2 separate regions of the Mus musculus genome follow, and region 1 is linked to region 2. A link is a contact called in public Hi-C data. All regions are on one chromosome and are shown on one strand. Each heading gives the region's core, a stretch centred on a gene start, on an enhancer-like site or on the middle of the called end of the contact. The rest is flanking DNA. Distances are from core to core; before and after follow the strand shown.

Region 1 (3,382 bases), core at 301-2,800, 99 kb after region 2:
GCCTCCAGAAAGCCTGCATTTGCAAATTTGCCCTTCACCCAGCTACCACGTAATTGCCATGGAAGTACAGGTGACATAAACCCCAAACACCCACCTCAGGGACTGCTCTCTCAGCACCTCAACTCAGCCTTGGTTAGCTTCTGACTCATTTGGTTTTTGTTCCCCAGCCAGAATTAGAAGAGGCCTGTAAAATGTTCTTAAAGTCCTAACTAGGTGCCACCTAGCCACCTTAATCATGGGGCCCAAGGAAAGAAAAGGTAGAAGTGTGGCTATAATTTATTCTGACAGCTTCGAGATAGAGCATCTTAAAAGGGTTTGATGTTGCCACCAAGGTCATCAAAGAATGGGTGACTGACATGTATCTGTTTCAGTCTTAGCTATCTTTTTCCATCTCACGGCAAAAACAAGACCAGATTTTTTTTCCCCAAGAAAATTCTTCTCTCAAAAATCTGTAAAGAGGCTCAGGGTGTGTAGAGTATATCAGTGCATTTATCTTCTTTGGGCCTTGCAAGCAGCTCTTCTAATAGACAGGTCAAGTCCTATACTCAAGGGTCCAATTCCAAGGTGAAGGAGAGAACGCATGGCTGTTGAGCCTGCTTTCCCAGCTGCCAAGCAGTGCAGCTCAGCTCTCCTCTGGTTTCTGCAGGACCCTGAGTCCTGAGACGCCAACCAGAAGCTGGGTTTGGCTTAAGAGACAGCAGGGCTAAAGGGCGCAGTCTCTGGGATTTCTTATCAAAAAGCGAATTATTATGACTTCACTGGAGATTCTTGGGTGTTGTGGATTAGCAGACGGCACAGCCAGCCAGAGAGTCTGAGCCTGAGCAGGTAGCTACCAATCTTGTCCCCAACTTGTGTGATGTCTGGTCCAGAGGTTGAATCAGGATGGGATGCATATACATGTAAGAGCAGAGAGAGGGGAAGGACATGAAGATCATGGGAAACTGAGACTGGAGTGTCTGAAAGACAAAGACTCTAGGCCAGTGGTTCTCAGCCTCTAGATCATGACTCCTCTGGGGGTTGCATATCAGATATATTGCATATCATATATTATGATTCATAACAGTCAGAAAAGTACAGTTATGAAGTAGCAACAAAATAATCCTGTTGTTGTTGGGGGAGGGGCTCACCACACCATGAGGAACTGCATTAAAGGGTCGCAGCATTAGGAAGGTTGAGAGCTACTGCTCTAGGCACAGGCAGAGCAATAGCTGACAGGTAAATGGTAGGGTGTAGAGAATCATCTCCAAATGGAAGAGGATGTGGGGAACACAGTGACTGGGGGCAGGGGTGCAGGCTTGGTGCAGGGAGGGCTGCGTGGGAGCAGAGAGGATTCTGCAAGCTGCCCTGACTGCATCAGAGGCATCCTGGGAACAAGTGCAAGCAGAGAGATCCGGCCCTTCAAGAACCACCTACCCACCCGCCCCCACAAAGATATTATCCAATGCCAAGTAAAAGCCAAACAACAACCAATGTGGGCCCCTGGATGGTGAGCACTGTATCTCAAGAGCAGAACGCTGGCCACCTCTGAAAGTTACCTTCCTGTAGCCGCAGAGAGAAATCAGGAGCTGTTTGTATTGTCTGCAGTGCTCCATGTACAATGCTGAGAGGTGTGATCACACTTCCTTTACTGGTTGCTAAGCATATTGTTACTAGGCAACGACACTGAGATGATGCACAAGGCTGAAGTTCTAGGAGCTGTGCATGCTGGAGAGCTGCATGCTGGGGAAGAGTGGGAAAGGGGAATGGGAAGAGAAGTGGGCTCTGTTGGTTTTCCTTTGATGGAGTGGTCTTGGCATAATCCTGTGTATGGTGGCACAGCCCCTTAATCCCTAAGCACTAAGGAGGCAGAAGGAGAAAGACTTCTGAGCTTGAGGCCAGCCTTTTCTACATAGTGAGTTTCAGTCAAGCAAAGGCTACATAGTGAGACCCTGTCCTGGGGGGTGGGGGTCATAGATAGTGTTTTGTCTACTTCCACTTCCAGCTATGACTTTCAAGGCAGTGGTAGAATCATTTCTCCAAAACATAGAGTAAGAGAGGCCATGCATTAGAAGACTCCCTTCATACAAGGAGGAAAGGAAGTGACTCTCTGTGCTGCACTTAGATAGGAGAAACTCTGGGGGATGGGGGTCCCCTGTCATTGAGGGTCATTGTATGCTTTATGGAAGTTCTAGCTCCAGGTGTCTGAGAGTGCAGCACAGCAAGGGGACCAGTCCTTTAGCAATAAGAGATGGTGTCATTGGAGGAAACCCATCTAATAGTTGGTGAGGTGGAGGAAAACATTCCCCTTAAGGAGAGAGTGTGTGAGTGGAGAGCAGTTTAGAGCAGCCTACCCCACGCTCTCCACAGTGACAGCCCTAGCCCATGTTTTTTCAACAATAAGAGACAACTACTCTCCCCCCCCCCCCACATCATCATGGAGCAGAAAGCAAAGTATCCCACTGGAATTGCTCCAAAGCGTCTCTTCCTTGAGCCCTTTCCCATCTACACACAGAACACGGGACTATCAAGGCTCAAGTCTACCAACGCATGTCATGGTTCCCTGTGTCCAAACTGACAACTTAATCACCCCACCCCACCCCAACTCCAGAGTGGCAGTGAGCTACACTTAATTGTATGTTGAATGGAATTTTATGAGATATGTGGGGACTTAATGAATGGCAGATGTTGTCTAAGTCACCCAGCCAGGGCTGAGAATGGATTTAAAAATTCCGTTCTCTGAGGGCTTCCTCGGAGACTGAGGGAGGAGAGTGTTTGCCTTCACTCAAGCTGTTGTGGCCTCTAGAGTTGGCACTTCTCTGACCCAGGTAAAAGGAGATCCAGGAGGGCTTCATGAAGGTGGTGTGGTAGGAAGAAGACAAGGATATCATCGGGTGGAGAAGAAGAAAGAGGCAATGAGACTACTTGGGATGACGAAACAGCTCCCTGGTCAAGGAACGAGCCATGAATAAGGCTTGAGAGACAACAGTGGCTCTTTGTAGCCTCTGACATGTCCTGCATTCTTTCAGTCCTCATGTGACTTCACGGCCCTGGGCCCCACATCAGTGCCTCCTGACTCACCTATCCAGGAAAATGACAGGCACATCAGAGGTTCCATTTCTTTGCCAGGCCTGGAATCACTTATGCATAACAGAATCTATCAACCTTCACCTGCCTTTTCGGTTGATGAGAAAGTCAATGGTGCAATCTTAGACAGGTTACCCAGGCCCACCATTAGAACATCAGCCTTGGAGTCCATGAAACACAAATACCCTCTCTTTGTACACCCCCAAACCCACCACACCATACCCCCGGCTTGGCTTGTCTTTTGAGGAACTAGAGCACTAGTCTCCCATGGTAAGCTACTCTGTCAGAATATTCCAGCTCTTCACTGACCAGGTAGCGC
Region 2 (3,673 bases), core at 467-2,966:
TTGGAGGTCATGGAGGCACTGACTTCATGAACAAGTTAACAAACATGTGGACTCCTGAAAGAAGGGAGAGTTTGCCTCTCTGTTGTCATTCTGTGTTCTCCCTTAACCACATGGTGTCTTCTGCCAAGTTAGGAAACAGCAGGAAGGCCCTTGCTAGAGGTGGCCCTTGATCGTGGCCTTCTCAGTCCCCCAAACTGGAAGTAATGACCTTCTGTCCAGTAAAAAGCACCCAGCCTCAGGTATCCCATTACAGAAGCACACAACAAGTCAACATGGTCCCTTCCCTTTTATGTGCCAGTTTATAGGGTGCTCAAAGAAAATGTTAAAAAAAAAGTCATATCTACTTTTAACAAGTCATGTCTCTGCCAGGCCTCTGAAAAGTTTCCCACTAAGCTCCATAAAACAGGCTTGATCATTACACTATAGCTTTAAAATAGTTGAATTGGAGTACACTGCCCATCATTAATATAGATTCAAGTCTCGGTGTTTATTTCTTATAATATTCTTCATCCAATCCATTCAGCAACTATTGGTTAAGCAGCTACTGTGTGGTAGGCATAAAGCTGGATGCTGGAAGAACAGCAGTTTTAAAAACCACGTGTTTCTGTTTTCATAGGGCTAAATGACTAATATAAAGAGTTATTTATGCCCCTAACACAATGCTATCTACAATGGTATGATGGGCCAGGAGGTCTTCAGTGGAGCCCAGTGGGTGCCTGTCCATGTTCTTAGCACTAAAAACTAAACTCACTAAACCTCTTTTCTGTGTGAAGCACTTAGCCACAGGTATTTTGTTATAGAAGCAAAATAACAGACTAAGACACAAATGTCCCAAAAAATGAAGGTAAGCATTTTAAAGTTAAAAATATCCCCAGTTAAACTCAATGCAGGTCTATGGTCACCTTGGGCTTTTAATAAATGGTAGAACTAAGTGTCAAAAGTTTTCAATTCAGGGTCAGAAATATAAAAGAAAATATAGAGACCGAGGAATATTAAATACTGATAGGACAAGTTACTGGACTCCAAAATCTTCTATATAGTTTTGTCATAAGAGATTGCCACAGGTTATACGTGATGTATACCCCAGGCTTGACCTTGGCAAATATTTATTAGCAAACAAATGCTAGAAAGCTTGTTCTGATGACTTCTAATTACATAATAAAACTAAAGGATAAAGGTAGAGGCTTTCTGCTTTATTCTTAATCTGTGTATGTATGTGCACACGTGCATGTATGTGTGTTGGTGTGTGTTGTGGGAGCATGTGTGTGTGGCAGCTGGAGGCTGAGACAGGCATCTTCCTCAACTGTTTTTCACGCCCTTGGAGCATGGTATCTCCCTCAGCTGAACTGACAACTCACTGGTACGGATTAATCAACCTGGCCACCTCGCTCCCAGAATTCTCGGTTCCTAGGAACTGGAATTACAGGTGAACCAGCATGCTGACCCAGCGTTTAGGTGAGTGGGAGGATCCAAACTCTGGTCTTCATGCTTGCACAGCAAGTGCCTCATCCTTGGAGCCATTGTCCCAGCTCCAGTAATTTCAATAATAACGTTTAAACCTTGAACTTCTTTACATTCTGGTATTCTCCCTAGGCAACCGACACCCACACTTCTTGGAAGGAATCGGGGATTTGCGTTACAGAATGGTGCTCCTGAGTTGTTTTCAGTAACTGCTGCCGCTCATCCTTCCTGCCTCATTTACACCTCCGCATAAAACCTTCCTTGTTCTAGCAAAACCATAGTCCCGCCCCCTTGCCTCATAGCAAAGCAGTGGCCCCACCCCTTACCCTATAGCTTTCTGCCACTTAGTCTTGGCTCCTATAGCAGCCTCTTCTTTGTACATCTCCCACATTCCAGTTTTGTCCCTTTCCAACGTTTCCCTAGGTGATACAGGTGAGTGTGCACCTGTGCCCTGAAGGCAAAGCCTCCTGGTTCCTCCTTCAGCACCTAGGACAGCACCCTGCTGCACCTCGTTATGGAATTGGGATATGGGGTGGGGGGATGACTATCATCATCCTTGTGCGACGTTCCACCGGACTCCCAGAGGAGCCACACTATACAGGAAATGATTTTGCCATCTCCGAATTTTTGTTAAATGCTTTCAGATGCTTCGTGGGAAAGCTGTTATCTCGTGAGCATGGCACTGGCAAGCGACTGTCTCACGTACACCATAAAATGGAGTTTATACTTTTTCTTTTTTATGTATTTAAAGAAGAACTCTTCATGTTCTTTCAGAGTTCCTTTATGACAGTCACTTCTAAACGCCTGCCACAAAAGACCTGCACAGCCTGTCTTTATGGAACTGAAAAAAGTCCTGGCAGTGAAACACAGCCCAGACAATGGCAGTGCTGCCCCCCACAGGCACTAAGCAGCCTCTTTCTGAAAGAACGAATGCAATTTTTTAAAAAAGCTCTCCAAAACTTAATAACTATGAATAAAGAGTCCAGGGCAGGGGTGGTGGTGAGCATTGCCTAAATTAGAGCACATGTTTAAAACTGTGGGTTAATTATGGTTAATCATACATGAAGACCGAAATTGGTGAAATTAATGTAAGAGAGAAAAACAGAGTGAGTTTGAAGAAATTTGACTTCATAACAGACCTCAGCTGCCTGGAATTCTAAATTATGCTCATTTCAAATTTTTGCTAAATTAAGAATAATAGCACAGAAGCATATTCAAATAATTGCCTACATTTCTCAAATGTGTTCTAACGAACATGTATTTTTTTTTCCCCACAAAAAGCTTTAGAGTTATGGATCTTGAGGCTGAAACGTATATACATATAGAGCAAGAGAGGAAACGGTGAGTATTTCAGTCTGTTTCATAACTTAGTAAAATATATCAAGTGCTTACAGCAACTTGATGTTGGGGGTGGACACCTGCTCACAAGCCAAGTGCTCAGCGCAGAAGACCTGACATTCTGGCCCAGGAAGCCTCCAGGGCTTCACTGGAGACAAAGAGGCTGCAGTGAGCTGGTTCATGAGCCTGTTTTCTTACCAGTCTCTATTCTTCATACCCAGAATCCCAAATCACAAAAGCAGCAGGGAAAGCCACCATGAGGAAGTCTTTCCTCCAGGGATAGATTTAGCAACCAAAGCCACCAGTCAGAAAGGCAGCACAGGGAGGCACCTCCAGCATCCCTTATTCCATAGCAACCCCAGGCCCTCTGTCCACAAGCCTCTACACTGCCTATTGTACCTGACTCCTGAGACCCAGGAAAGGAAGAGAATCTGCCATCCTTGGCCACAGCACCAGTCTGGACAAAAAAACCGGGTCGGTCCAGCTGATATGTTTGCAAAGGGAAGAGGGCCACAGAGGTTCTCAGGAGTCTGACTGGCACACGGAACCACGGAGCACTTCCCAGGCCACCTCCCTCCAGCAGCCTCCGTGGTGAGGCTGACACCCAGCATGCAGAGTCCTCTTACCCGCATGCTGTGGCGCTTGAAGACATTGTGCCGGTGGAGAGGTGGGGTGTGTAGCGAGTTAACTGGAGATGGATACTCCATAGGGCTGGTAAGCGTAGGAGAGCTGGCACACAGACCCTCAGGGACCTATTCATGAGAAGCAAAGAAGCACAAGGCACAGGGACAAGGCGAGAGGATGACAATTAGCTGCTACAAACAGGAGCACACAAAAAGGGCGAGAGCACACCATGGGGGTGCAGACTTGCTCT

What was found. Hi-C and Micro-C count contacts between places; a contact is called where the count stands out from the background.
Region 1: a Hi-C map of forebrain shows a contact between it and region 2, with 2.3 times the contacts expected there. The contact joins two enhancer-like sites. A contact is called at or near these places in 2 of 15 datasets of contacts at CTCF or cohesin (CD8 T cells and the NIH/3T3 cell line), 6 of 484 Hi-C or Micro-C datasets (the G1E-ER4 cell line, bone marrow-derived macrophages, cortical neurons and 3 more), 14 of 115 datasets of contacts at active chromatin or transcription factors (CD8 T cells, the HPC-7 cell line, bone marrow-derived macrophages and 8 more) and 3 of 9 other capture datasets (adipose tissue, liver and pancreatic islet).

What each region holds. Positions count from the first base shown.
Region 1 is chr14:66,259,076-66,262,457 of GRCm38.p6, forward strand. All of the region lies in intron 1 of Ptk2b (PTK2 protein tyrosine kinase 2 beta), which reads right to left. Among named protein-coding and RNA genes, the nearest start is that of Ptk2b, 20 kb to the right of the region's middle. Within about 2 kb of position 1,551, at least 88 of the 459 cell types and tissues checked have an H3K27ac peak or open chromatin away from gene starts, as enhancers often do. A contact at or near this core is called in cortical neurons and forebrain, where this site is marked.
Region 2 is chr14:66,159,600-66,163,272 of GRCm38.p6, forward strand. Ptk2b (PTK2 protein tyrosine kinase 2 beta) reads right to left here. Exons shown (of 31, transcript NM_001162366.2): 24 at 3,426-3,551. Among named protein-coding and RNA genes, the nearest start is that of Gm52098, 17 kb to the right of the region's middle. Within about 2 kb of position 1,717, at least 13 of the 459 cell types and tissues checked have an H3K27ac peak or open chromatin away from gene starts, as enhancers often do. A contact at or near this core is called in cortical neurons and forebrain, where this site is marked.